2 separate regions of the Macaca mulatta genome follow, and region 2 is linked to region 1. A link is a contact called in public Hi-C data. All regions are on one chromosome and are shown on one strand. The core of a region is the stretch at or near the end of the contact, and the rest is flanking DNA. Distances in the headings are between cores, read along the strand shown.

The links. A called contact is a pair of places that touch in the nucleus more often than the background predicts.
Region 2: a Hi-C map of fetal cortex germinal zone shows a contact between it and region 1, with 2.0 times the contacts expected there. The contact joins the promoter of AMIGO3 here to the promoter of APEH in region 1. A contact is called at or near these places in 2 of 14 Hi-C or Micro-C datasets (blood and fetal cortex germinal zone).

The regions. Positions count from the first base shown.
Region 1 is chr2:113,136,015-113,142,234 of T2T-MMU8v2.0, forward strand. APEH (acylaminoacyl-peptide hydrolase) reads left to right here and starts at 1,489. Exons shown (of 22, transcript NM_001261735.1): 1 at 1,489-1,535; 2 at 1,611-1,743; 3 at 2,298-2,424; 4 at 2,798-2,891; 5 at 2,995-3,070; 6 at 3,161-3,324; 7 at 3,483-3,620; 8 at 3,714-3,805; 9 at 3,882-3,922; 10 at 4,008-4,129; 11 at 4,969-5,029; 12 at 6,210-6,220. The coding sequence starts at 1,524.
Region 2 is chr2:113,181,280-113,187,744 of T2T-MMU8v2.0, forward strand. AMIGO3 (adhesion molecule with Ig like domain 3) reads right to left here and starts at 3,826. Exons shown (of 1, transcript XM_001107400.5): 1 at 1,202-3,826. The coding sequence starts at 3,826. The coding sequence ends at 2,312. It overlaps RNF123 (ring finger protein 123), which reads left to right. Exons shown (of 39, transcript XM_077992634.1): 32 at 1-65; 33 at 173-361; 34 at 460-535; 35 at 766-850; 36 at 4,856-4,998; 37 at 5,143-5,237; 38 at 5,363-5,448; 39 at 5,528-5,882. The coding sequence ends at 5,639. GMPPB (GDP-mannose pyrophosphorylase B) reads right to left here. Exons shown (of 9, transcript NM_001265981.1): 8 at 6,317-6,465; 9 at 5,884-6,235. The coding sequence ends at 6,104.

The DNA.
Region 1 (6,220 bases), core at 239-2,738:
CCCAGGCTGGAGTGCAGTGGCACGATTCTCGGCTCACTGCAAGCTCCGCCTCCTAGGTTCCCGCCATTCTCCTGCCTCAGCCTCCCGAGTAGCTGGGACTACAGGCGCCTGCCACCACACCCAGCTAATTTTTTGTATTTTTAGTAGAGACGGGGTTTCACCATGTTAGCCAGGATGATTTCTATCTCCTGACCTCGTGATCCGCCCGCCTTGGCCTCCCAAAGTGCTGGGATTACAGGCGTGAGCCAGTGCGCCCGGCCGGCCAGGACTCTTTTTTTTAACTTAACTAGTAATCTTGAGTAAGTAATGATGCGGCTGATGGGAAAGGGGAAGCTGCAGGCCAGACAGGTGGACTCTCAATCACAAGCACACCATGGAGCAGGGAGCCAGGGCCCTGATGTGGAAGACCAGCCAGACTCAGGTATATGGAGGGGACATCCTTACTGTCCAGCCTCTCCTGATCTCTGCTGGCACCTTAGCCCAGCCAATCCTGTGTCACGTGCACAGGAAGCCTGCCTGCCTAGGTTCTTTCCACAGGAAGCTCCCTGGACCTTGGTGGAGTCTGAGCCCACCAGGGTCCCCACACCCAAGAGCTCAGGTTGAGGCCTAGGGAGGAGGGGAAGGAACCCACCGGCTCACAGTCCCCAACAAGGAGCCACTGAGAAGGGTGGGTAAAGGCTGCGGGGATAGATAGCTCTTGCGGCAGGCCTGGTGACTGATAAGCCCAGGCAGCACCCTGAGAGTTGGCACTCGCCCCTCTGCCCCGCACCCCAGGGCTTTGCTTTGCGCCCTCCGCCCGGACTCTGGCCTTTCTCTTCTTCGTCTGCCTGGGAGTCCCTCCAGGGCAGGGCCTGGCACTGTCTAGTGAATGTCGGCTCGTAGTGGACCCGAAGGAACCCTACAGTCAGCCCCAGAGCCGCGGGAGATCCACGATGCGGCCGGCTCCCCCCTCCCCGCCCTCACCCTCACGGGCTCCCGGCTCCTCATTCCTCGCGGGGCTCCACTCTGGACCCGCCCGCCTCGCCCTTCATCCTCAGAGACTCATTGGTCCCATTCCCCTCGGGCCTCGCCCTTCAGGTGCTCGGGCCATGCCCGTCCGACCGCGCTGCTTCCGCCTCGCAGTCCTGTCTCACCCGCTTCTCTCGTAGGCCCTTCTACCCCCCCCGAAGCCCGGCTCCCGGGTTCCGCTTCCACAGGCCCGCCCTCTCTCCTCCGAGATCCAACGCCTCGCCCCACGGCCCCGCCCCCCACTTGACTAGTCCGCCCCTGGAAGGCCAGCTCCTCCTCTCGACGCCCCTGCTCTCTCCACCCGGGACTTCTCGCTGCCAGGCCGGGTCCTCTCACCGTCAAGGCCCGCCCCTTGCCAACGGTTCTCGCCTATTCGCCGAAAGCCCCCCCTCCCAGATTGCCGCAGGGCAGGGGCGGAGACAGCCCGGGCGGTCCCAGGCTCCGCCCCCGGAAGCCTCACTTCCGGGCGCGAGCACCCCCCCGCCCCGCCTCGCCCAGGCGGCAGAGAGGAGACTATGGAACGTCAGGTGAGGGCTCGGCCCGCGGTCCCCGTGGTCCCTGCAGCCCGGACCGGGCCTGACCCTGGTGTGTCCCCTGCGCAGGTGCTGCTGAGCGAGCCCGAGGAGGCGGCGGCTCTGTATCGGGGCCTTAGCCGCCAGCCCGCGCTGAGCGCCGCCTGCCTGGGCCCGGAGGTCACCACACAGTACGGCGGCCAGTACCGGACGGTGCACACTGGTGTGTGTGCGAAGGGGAACTGGCTGGCGACGGGGTCGCGCACTGGGGTGGGAAGGAAGCGGGTGTGGAGGGCTCGCTGCTTGACAGTGTGTAAGGGTGTATGGGGAGCCGGCCTGTACTTGGAGGATACACTCCCACAGGTCCCTGCACACAGGTGTGTGGGGAGGCGGGGGCGTGCGGGGCGTTATCGGATGGTGCCCATGAGTGCACGAGATGATGGTGTAGGGGTAGAATTCAAACCTGGGTTCAGGGCGTGGACTTTGTAGGGTGCTCCGCCAACACTCCATCCCATACACATGCCAGGCTGCCCTCAAGATTCCAGGGTGGGTGCTGGGGTTACTAGGGGGTTCTCTCAAAGAGGCTGTCAGCTCAGGCTCTGGAGGCCTGGACTAGGGTTGTGGACAAGTGTTGTCCAGCCCGCAGCCAGGGTGTCAGTGTCTGGAGACAGATTGAGAGACTGAGGAAGATCTAGGCCTTCCTGGGTCAGGTGGGCTGGGGGGCAGTAGCCAGGAGTAGCCAAGACAAGGTGAGCAGCCTCATGCCTCCCCTCACAGAGTGGACCCAGAGGGACCTGGAACGCATGGAGAACATTCGATTCTGCCGCCAATACCTGGTGTTCCATGACGGGGACTCAGTGGTGTTTGCCGGACCTGCAGGCAACAGTGTGGAGACCCGGGGGGAGTAAGTTTGAGGAAGGAATCTTGTGAGCAAGGCCACAGCGTCTGCAATGCAAGTCTTTTGTGAATGCCCACCATGTGCCTAGAAGGGAGACCAGGAGCCAGATTCTTGCCCCCTTGGGAGCTCATTCAGTTTCTGGTGACATGGCCTGATAAGCAACGGAGGCTTGCTCCAAACTCACCTGGACTAGAGCCTGTGGTGGCCTGGGGGAGCTGGGGAGAGTAGAGTCTCTGCCTCAGGGAGGAAAGGCAAGGTACTCCAGAAGCTGGTGTGGGGCCAGAGCCTCAAGAATCTCTCCTAAGAGGTGGTGCCCAGTAAGGGAGCAGGAAGGGGTTATTGCAAGATACTCCTGACCTGTGCTACCCCATGTCCACAGACTGCTGAGCAGAGAGTCTCCTTCAGGCAGCATGAAAGCTGTGCTGCGCAAGGCTGGAGGCACGGGCCCTGGGGAAGAGAAGCAGTTCCTGGAGGTGAGTCTACATGGGACCAGGTAGTGGGTGACTAGAGAGAGGCTCTGCCCCACAGATAAGGCTCTGTTAGCGGGCAAACAGCCTAATGCCCAGATGTCCTCAGGTCTGGGAGAAGAACCGGAAGCTCAAGAGTTTCAACCTATCAGTGCTGGAGAAACATGGGCCTGTTTATGAGGATGGTGAGGCATCTGGCTGGTGAGCAGGCAGGGTGGACAGGAGGGGTAGCCGTAGCCCTGGGCCCCCCCCTGATTGGCCCTCCCTGCACCCAGACTGTTTTGGCTGCCTGTCCTGGTCGCACTCGGAGACACACTTGTTGTATGTGGCAGAGAGGAAGCGCCCCAAGGCCGAGTCCTTCTTTCAGACCAAAGCCTTGGACGTCAGTGCCAGCGATGATGAGATAGCCAGGCTGAAGAAGCCAGACCAACCCATCAAGGTGCTCGTGGTCAATCCACGAAGGCCCAGCAGGGCAGCCCTGGGGCTCAGTGTGCTCCCTTCCCATACTGTGCTTGTCAGACCTGGGGAGGCACTAGCTTCTAGGAAGCAGAGCAGGTCCTATAGACAGGCTGGGCATTGAGTATCTTGTGTTCTCAGGGGGATCAGTTTGTGTTTTACGAAGACTGGGGAGAAAACATGGTTTCCAAAAGCATCCCTGTGCTCTGCGTGCTGGATGTCGAGAGTGGCAACATCTCTGTGCTTGAGGGGGTCCCTGAGAATGTGTCCCCTGGACAGGTCAGCAGCAACAGCCTATGTCCCTCCTGGAGTCTGGGGCCCTTCTTCAGCTACCATCCCTTGTTCACTTCTGCCCTGTGATCTTGTTTGCAGGCATTCTGGGCCCCTGGAGATGCTGGTGTGGTGTTTGTGGGCTGGTGGCATGAGCCCTTCCGGTTGGGCATCCGCTTTTGCACCAATCGCAGGTGAGGGAGTGGGGCAAGGCAAGGGACCTTGCAGCCCAGCTGGCCTTGAGACTGAATGTCTGTCTCGCGGTTCCAGGTCAGCCCTGTACTATGTGGACCTCATCGGGGGGAAGTGTGGTAAGTGGCTGATGCCCACCTGTGCTTTGCTGACACATGTTGGCCCTGCCAGCCTGCGTGATGCTCTTGTTTCCATCTGGCCCAGAGCTCCTCTCAGATGATTCCCTGGCTGTCTCTTCTCCCCGGCTGAGCCCAGACCAATGTCGCATTGTCTACCTGCAGTACCCATCTCTGATCCCCCATCATCAGTGCAGCCAGCTGTGCCTGGTGAGCTGGAGGTGGCGGGGATGGGAGGATGGTCAGCAAGAAGATGGTATGGTGGATGAGAGCTGAAGGGCCAGCATCATCTCCCCATGGGCCCTCAGTAGGTGCCCTTCTGTCCTCAGTGCAGCAGCAGTGTGAGTTCTGCCTGTCCTCTCAAGGCAGGGCCTAGAGGTTGAGAGTGCTGCCATGGAGAGCTTTGCACTGCAAGAATGCTCCTCCCCTTGGCTCTCAACTGCATGTAACCAGGCTCTGCAAGGGGCTGGGATATAGTGGGGAGTTACACAATCCCAGACCCTCCCCAGGAAGAGCTCTGAGCCCCTAGTAAAAGTCAGAGGGACGGCCGGGCGCGGTGGCTCAAGCCTGTAATCCCAGCACTTTGGGAGGCCGAGACGGGCGGATCACGAGGTCAGGAGATCGAGACCATCCTGGGTAACACAGTGAAACCCCGTCTCTACTAAAAATACAAAAACTTAGCCGGGCGAGGTGGCAGGCGCCTGTAGTCCCAGCTACTCGGGAGGCTGAGGCAGGAGAATGGCGTGAACCCGGGAGGCGGAGCTTGCAGTGAGTTGAGATCCGGCCACTGCACTCCAGCCTGGGTGACAGAGCGAGACTCCGTCTCAAAAAAAAAAAAAAAAAAAAAAAAAAAAAAAAGTCAGAGGGACATGCCTATCTGAGGCCCCTTGGGCATCTGGTCCAGGTCACCAGAAAAGAGATATATCAGGCTTATTCCAGTTCCCTCCTCCCCTGGGGCTACCTGAGGCAAAAGGGGATAGGCACGGGGCACTGTGCCCGAAGGGAACTGCCTGTCCCCTACTGGGCCTGACCATTGTGTTCTCTTGCAGTATGACTGGTATACCAAGGTTACCTCAGTGGTGGTAGACATTGTGCCTCGGCAGCTGGGAGGTAAGGCATACCTGGCTGGGTGGGTGCAGTGGGGCCTGTAGCTCTGCTTTCCTGCCATCTGTTGCATCCCGCCCCGTTCTTCTTTCCTAGGTTCCTTCTGAGGGCCCTCCCTCCCTGCTGGGCCAGCCCTATGCCCAGCATCCTCAGGGAGTGGGGCTGTCACCATAGGGAACAATTCGATAGCAAGGAGTTGTAGGACCAAGCTGAGATCAGAGTGGCCCAAGCTGATGATGTGTTATTTCCTGTGCTGCAGGTCATAAATAGATTTTTCTTATTTTTCCAATGGCTGGTTCAAACCAAAACCATGATTCCTTCGAGTGGGTCTCAGGAAGTGCACTAGGTTGGAATGTCACACTTGAGAGGCTCTGGACCCAAGGGCATGATATTATCCTGTCCGCCATCCTAACCCCAGCAACCTTTGTCCAGCTCTGAAGTCAGCTGGGTCTTCAGGAGGGTGGCTCTTGGCTGAGAGACTCCTGTCTTGAGTGTTCATAGCTCTGCTTGGATTCTCCTGGAACATCTCAAGGATGAGTCTCTTGTTTTCTCAGGCCACCCGGCCAGTTCCAGGAGTTCAGTGGATGAGGGATAGCCTCTTTGTCTTCTCTTTGGGTTGCAGGGATGCAGTGGTGGGAACGTAGTATGAATCCCAGCTCTGCCCTAAATTAGCTATGTCCTCGGACAGGGTCCTGGCCTCCCTGAGCTCCCATTTCTTCATGGAGGGGTGATTATGTCTGCCTGCCTCATAGGATTATAGTGAGCGTTAAGTGAGTGATGATATTAAAGGATAGGATTTACTGAGCCCCCTGTGCCAAACGCTGTGCTAAGCACCACAGTGGAGATAAGACAGACAAATGATATCTTGGTTAAAGCACCTGGTACCTACCTGGGCTCAACTGAAGCAACTCAGGAGAGCAAGTGCTTTTCCTCTCAGCACCCACGGTTTCTCTCTGGAGCTCTTGAGCTCTGCCTCTCTGGGTCCCCAGAGGCCTCTGCCCCTCAGCCACCACTCAGGCAGTTCCTCATCGCGTAGGGTGCCCCCATGTGTGCCACAAGCTGCAGGGGCCCGACTGGTGCCTGAGCAGGGCCCTGGGTGAATTCCCCAGTACCCTAGCCTGCCTTGTAGACTTGACCCTCCCTACCTCTACTGCTGGATGCAGCCCCAGCCCTCCTGTCTTTACAGAGAACTTCTCT
Region 2 (6,465 bases), core at 2,576-5,075, 48 kb after region 1:
TCCTCAACAGTGTCCTCAATCAGCTCAACTGGGCCTTCTCTGAATTCATTGGCATGATCCAGGAGGTGGGCTGTGGTGCAGCCTCGTGGGTTAGGGTGGTGCAGGGGATGAGGCCTGGTCCCGGGCTAGAGCCAGGTGCTGACCGCTGCATGTCCACGTGTTGGTGGATCAGATCCAGCAGGCTGCTGAGCGCCTGGAGCGGAACTTTGTGGACAGTCGGCAGCTCAAGGTATGTGCCACCTGCTTTGACCTCTCAGTCAGCCTGCTGCGTGTCTTGGAGATGACTATCACACTGGTGCCTGAGATATTCCTTGACTGGACCCGGCCTACCTCCGAGATGCTGCTGCGGCGTCTTGCACAGGTGTGGCCATCTGGGCAGCAAGGGTGGGACCCTCGGAATGCCCCTTTCATCAGTGGTGGCGCTCCCCATCCACCAATGGACTCCTGCTCCCCTCACAGCTGCTAAACCAGGTGCTGAACCGAGTGACAGCTGAGAGGAACCTGTTTGATCGTGTGGTCACCCTACGGCTGCCTGGTGAGGACCTAGATGCCCTGCACCCCAACACACTACAGGCCTTGGTTCCTCTGCTAGGAACAGTGATGCCCAATTCCACATTCTGCCCCCGGACAGCCAGGCTTGGCGCTCTGCAGCCTTGGCTCACCCTTCTGTAGGGAGGGCAGTGGGCAGGGTGGACCGTGTCAGGCCCGGAGTCCTTGCAGCAGGAGTGTGTGGGTGGCTCATGTCCTTCTTCCCCTTCCCCTCAGGCTTAGAGAGCGTGGACCACTACCCCATTCTGGTGGCAGTGACGGGCATCCTGGTGCAGCTCCTGGTGCGTGGCCCAGCCTCAGAGTGAGTGTTTGGGACCGTGGGCCCCTGTGGGAGCTGGGTGTGTCTGGTGAGAAGGGGCTGGACAGGGCCTCCTGGTACCTCAGTTTCCTCATCTGGAAAATGGACCTCAGTATCAGGTTTTGAGGCAGAGGGAAGGTAGTGAGGTGTGAACGGCCTAAATAGGGGTCAGAGGGAGCTTCTCTAAGTAGAAGAATCTGGGACCCCAGCAGGACAGGTGGCCCTGGCCCACAGAGCCACTGGTTTGTGGCCATGCCTCAGGCCGGGCATGGGAGGCAGGACTCCGGAAGGTGTGTCATCCTGTGGTGGACAGGGCCAGGCCGCCGGGAGAGCTGAACACACACAGGACCGCCATTGTCTGCAAAGGCTCCAGCAATAAGCACGTGCTGCCTTTATTAAGAAACTCTGGAGCAGTGGGGCCCAGGATGGCCATGGGGGCCCCCAGCTCGGCCCTACACATGAAGGGCTCCCAGACACCCATTCCCTGCCCTCCCGCAGTGGGAGCAGTGAGATGCATGTGAAGCCAGGGCACCGCCTCAGCCATTAGGCTGAGACCAGTGCCAGCCCTTAAGAGGCCCCTGCTCTCGAGGGACATGGAGTTCCGGCTCGGCCCTCCCAACTTGGCCATGCTCTCCAGGCTTTTTGGGCTTTTTACTGCTGAAAAGCAGGGGCGCAGGCCATGATCCCCTTCACTGTGTCTTGTAAGCCCACGGAATGGGCTGTGCCTTCAGAACAACAGCTGGATGCCCCGGGCCAGAGAGAGCAGGGCCTCTGACTGGGGCTTAGGCCAGCCCCCCCAGGAGTCTCTTGAGGAGCCTTTCCTGCCTAGTTCCTGCCCACTGGACTCTGCGTGAATCTGTGAAGCTTTCAGGCGGTTGGGAGGGAGTCCCATTTCACCAGAGGGCGGGCTTGTTTCCTCTTTCTGTCCTGGGGTGTGGGCGACATCTTCCTTCAGAGCCGTCGTCTTTTCCCTGTGGGCCCACTCCCTCCCACCGCCTTGGGAAGGGGAGATGACCCTGCGTCAGCTCTTCAGCACCACTCCTGGAGAGCTGCCTCGGCCCCTGAGGGTGGACAGGGGGCTCTGCTACAGGGGTTCTTCCACAGGCTGTAGAAGAACACAGCTACTTCCACGGCTGTGCTGTGTTGAAAGCCACAGGGGCCTGGGTCTCTCAGGCTCACAGGGCATTTGGGCACTAGGAAGTCCCCGGGAAAGCAGGCACTAGCACAGCTTGCAGGGCCTGGGGCCTTTGGGTCCTGTGCAGGGGCAGAGCAGAAGGCAGGTTGGGGACTACGACGCCTGTCTCTACCAGTGAGTGAGAAAGCCCATTGTGTTTCGAGGCCCATACAGGAAGCTGGGGGGCCAGGCACAGTGCTTCCCACCAGCATCTGCCAGTTCTCTGGACCGAAGCAGACAGCAGGGCGAGCAGCAAGAGGGTGGGGGCCTGGGTGGTGGCCCTGGGCAGTCTAGGTCGTCATGGGACCCTCGGAGCCTATGGAGCTAGCGGACTCAGAGCCAGCCTTCAGCTGCAAGTCTCCAGGGTTGCAGAGATCAAATTCCTCAGCTACTGCCAGCTGCACGCGGCCATTGAGGCCCCTCCGGCCTGGCTCCAGAAAGACTACGTGCTTGTGGACGCTGGCCTTGCGGCTGGGTGCGTCTGGCGGTGTGGTGCTGAGTACTGAGGACTGTGCGCTCAGCTCGTGGAGAGGGCTGGGTGTTCGGGGCCAGCGGCGGCAGCGGCAGGCACGGCGGCAGCAGCAGCAGGGTGGTGCGAACAGGTAGAGCAGCACGAGCACCAGGCCCACAGCGCAGCCCAGCAGTGTGGTGAAGCCTGTGTTGAAAGCCTCGGGCTCTGGGCGCGGGAAGTGCACGCTCACGTTGTACTCGTGCGTCTGGTTGTGGTGCAGGCGGGGCCCAGTGGCCAGGCACACGAAGAGTCCGGCATGCTGCTCCTGCACGTTGCCTATGGCCAAGCTGCCGTCGGCCAGCACAGCGATGCTGCCATCGCGGGATCCTGGCGCCCTGAGAAGCTCCTGCTGCGGCGAAACCCAGGCAATGCGCATGGCCGGGACGCTGGTGTTGCAGTAAAGCCTTAAGGACCGACCCACCAGCGCGTACAGGTGCTCTTCCGGCCGCTCTAGGCCAAGAGCTGGGGCCGATGAGCAGTTCTCAAAGACGCGGCTGTGCTGGAAGAAGCGCACACGGGACGCGGGTACCTTGAAGGCCAAGCATATGTACTCGCGCGCAAAATCGCGCACGGCGCTCAGGCCCCGCTGGTGCCAGCGCTGTAGCAGGTGGTAGAGGCGGCAGTCGCAGGGTAATGGGTTGTTGTGCAAGTAGAGGCCGTTCTTGAGGAAGGCCGGCAGCGCGGCCAGCTCAGGTACAGAGATGTGTCCCAGCCGGTTGGAGGAGAGGTCCAGAGTAAGCAGGTGGGTGGCGCTCAGACCGTGCAGGTGGTCGAAAGAGAACGAGGCAAGTTCGTTGCAGCCCAGGTAGAGATGGCTGAGCGCGCTCAGGCCGTGGAAGGCATGCTCGTCCAAGTGCACCAAGCGGTTATTGAACAGAAGCAGCTTCTCCAGCGCCCCCAGCCCGTCGAGGTCATGGCGGCCAAGCGCCCGCAACGCGTTAGATGATAGATCGAGTAGCCTCAGGCCGCTGGCGTTGGCGAAGACGCCGAGACCCAGCGCTTCTAGTTCGTTGTGGCCTAGATGCAGGGCGCGCAGCTGGAAGAGGGGCGCCAACCAGCCGGGGCGCAGGCGCTGGAGCGCGTTGTGGCTCAGGTCGAGGTCCGCAGTAGCGGCAGGTAACTCGGCCGGCACATCCTGCAGCCCTAGGCCAGTGCAGCTTAGCAGGTCGGCAGCGCAGATACATTTGTGGGGGCAGTTGTGGGGCGTACGGGGCGGGAAACCCTCGGAGTCCGGGGTGCCTAACCCAACGCACAGCATGCAGAGCAGTGCCCCCAGCAGCATCAGCCAGGTCATGGCGGCGACCACCAGGGACAGGACAGAGCAGCTCTGTGCAGGTCGCAGTTCCAGGACTCACCCACTTCTGCTCTAGTGCGACATGGGTGGCACCGGATGGCCCTTGCCGAGGAGGCACGGCGGGTTCTGGCCGGCCGACGGCCCCTACTGTGCGGTTCCCAGGTTGTGAGGCGGGGCTGCACTTCTCTCCGTGCTCCCTTCGGCTTCCCGAGCCCTCTCCAAGCGAGTTCCTGATCGGCTCCTAAATACTCCCCCAGGGGCGGGGCTCGGGCTCCTATTGGCTCCCGTTTGAGGAGGCGGGGCGGCTGCATCCCCTAGTGCCCAATGGCCCCACATGACCGCCAGATGAGGAGTGAGCCCAACCCCAAAGCCCCAGTCTGCCTTTGGCTGGCAGCTCTCCGCCGCTCCTTTTTCCTCGAGGAGTAAAAGGGGGAGTCTGGAAGAATGTCTCCAAGCTGCTGTTAGTGTTTATTAGAAATGACTTATTTGAGTGATATATTATGGGGCAGATGGACTCTCTTAAGGTGGCTCCCCTGAGCCCTCTTAAAGTGGTACCCCAGGCCGGGTGCGGTGGCTCACGCCTGTAATCCCAGCACTTTTGGAAGCCGAGGCGGGTGAATCACCTGAGGTCAGGAATTCGAGACCACCCTGGCCAACCTGGTGAAACCTCGTCTGTGCTAAAAATACAACAATTAGCCGGGCGTAGTGGTGGGCGCCTGTAATACCAGCTACTCCGGGGGCTGAGGCAGGAGAATCACTTGAACCCAGGAGGTAGAAGTTGCAGTGAGCCTAGATCGCGCCATCGCACTCCAGCCTGGGCAACAGGGCCAGACTCCCTCTCAGACCCCAGGCTGTGTGGCACCTTACTAGAATACAGGACTTGGGGCTTGGGAAGCAGGGAGACGGAAAGGATGCAGGGGGGCGGTGATTATGTACAAGCCGTGGCACTCCTCATTGGCAATCCCAATAGAGACTACTTTTAGCCAGGCCCCAAGCCTTCTGACTGCCCTTGCACCATCCCCTACCTAGGAGAGAGCGAGCCACATCAGTACTCCTGGCAGATCCCTGCTTCCAGCTACGCTCAATATGCTATCTCCTGGGACAGCCAGAGCCCCCAGCACCTGGCACTGCCCTGCCAGCCCCTGATCGGAAGCGCTTCTCCCTGCAGAGCTGTGAGTGGGCTGGTGGGGGGGGTCAGGGAGATCTGGGGCTGGATCGGGTCAGGAACCTTAAGAACAGCAAAGTCCTAGGCTGGGAATATTTAAAAGGCATGACATCCTCATCTACCTGACTTGACACTACCTACCACTCCCCAGATGCGGATTATATCAGTGCCGATGAGCTGGCCCAAGTGGAACAGATGCTGGCACACCTGACCTCTGCATCTGCCCAGGCAGCAGCTGCCTCTCTGGTGAGTGGGACCATGGTGCACAGGTCCATGCCACTTGAATATGTGTGCACTCCTACATAGGCACAGCAGACATCCACACAGCCAGGCATCCAACTCCAGCCCACCCTTCACTCTCCTCCCTGCAGCCCACCAGTGAGGAGGACCTCTGCCCCATCTGCTATGCCCACCCCATCTCTGCTGTGTTCCAGCCCTGTGGCCACAAGTCGTGCAAGTAAGTGGTCCCCACAGCTTGGTAGTGGGGAGAGCAGTAGATACATGCAGGGCAGTCCTCATCCCCTCCCCTGTTGTAGAGCCTGCATCAACCAGCACCTGATGAACAACAAGGACTGCTTCTTCTGCAAAGCCACCATCGTGTCTGTAGAGGACTGGGCCAATACGAGTACTACCTCCTCAGCTGCCTAGGCCTCACAGCCTGTGCCATCCTGGAACCTCCACCCTGGAACCCAGAGCCAGGCTGGGCCCTATTTATGAGCTCCCTTTGCCCTTCTCCTGTATCTGCCCCCCCCCGCAACCGCCACCACCACCACATTCAACCTCCTTGCCTGCCTGTATCCTCATTGGTGGGAGCCCAGCCATGGCCCTAATTGTGCCTGAGCTTGACTCTCAGTCAGGGCCACAGTCAGCATTAAATTATTATTCCATACAGCCCTGGCCCTGGCCCTTCTTGAGGGAGTAGGGTTTGTGGGGTGTGCCCAGCAGGGATCCTGCCAGATGATGTCCACATGAGAAGGCAGGTGTCCAACAGCTTCAGCTTCACCCAGTGCCCCCCAGACAGATAACAAGTCCAGGGTCTTCTGATGTGTCAGGCCAGCACTCTCCCCTTGCTGATGGGAAAACCGGGGCTTGGCCAGCCCCACTGCATCCCCTTACATGATGATACGAGGCTCTGGCACTGACTCGCCAATAGACTTGTGGGGCAGCACGCTGGCTCCGTTGAGGTAGAGCTCATCGTTAACTATGACGTCCTCACCCAGCACTGTCACGTTCTCCATGCGAACCTCCAGGAGAGGATAGGCCTTGTCAGGGAGACAGGCACACTCCCCGCCCCTCTCCCCACCTGGCCCAGCCCACAGGCTTACCCACTGGCCCACACGGCAGCGCCAGCCCACAATGCAGGACTCAAGCCATGAATGGGAGCGGATCCGGGCATCCCGCAGCACCGTGCACCGCCGGATACACACACCATCTTCGACCACCACGCCAGGTCCCAGGCTCACATTGGGGCCAA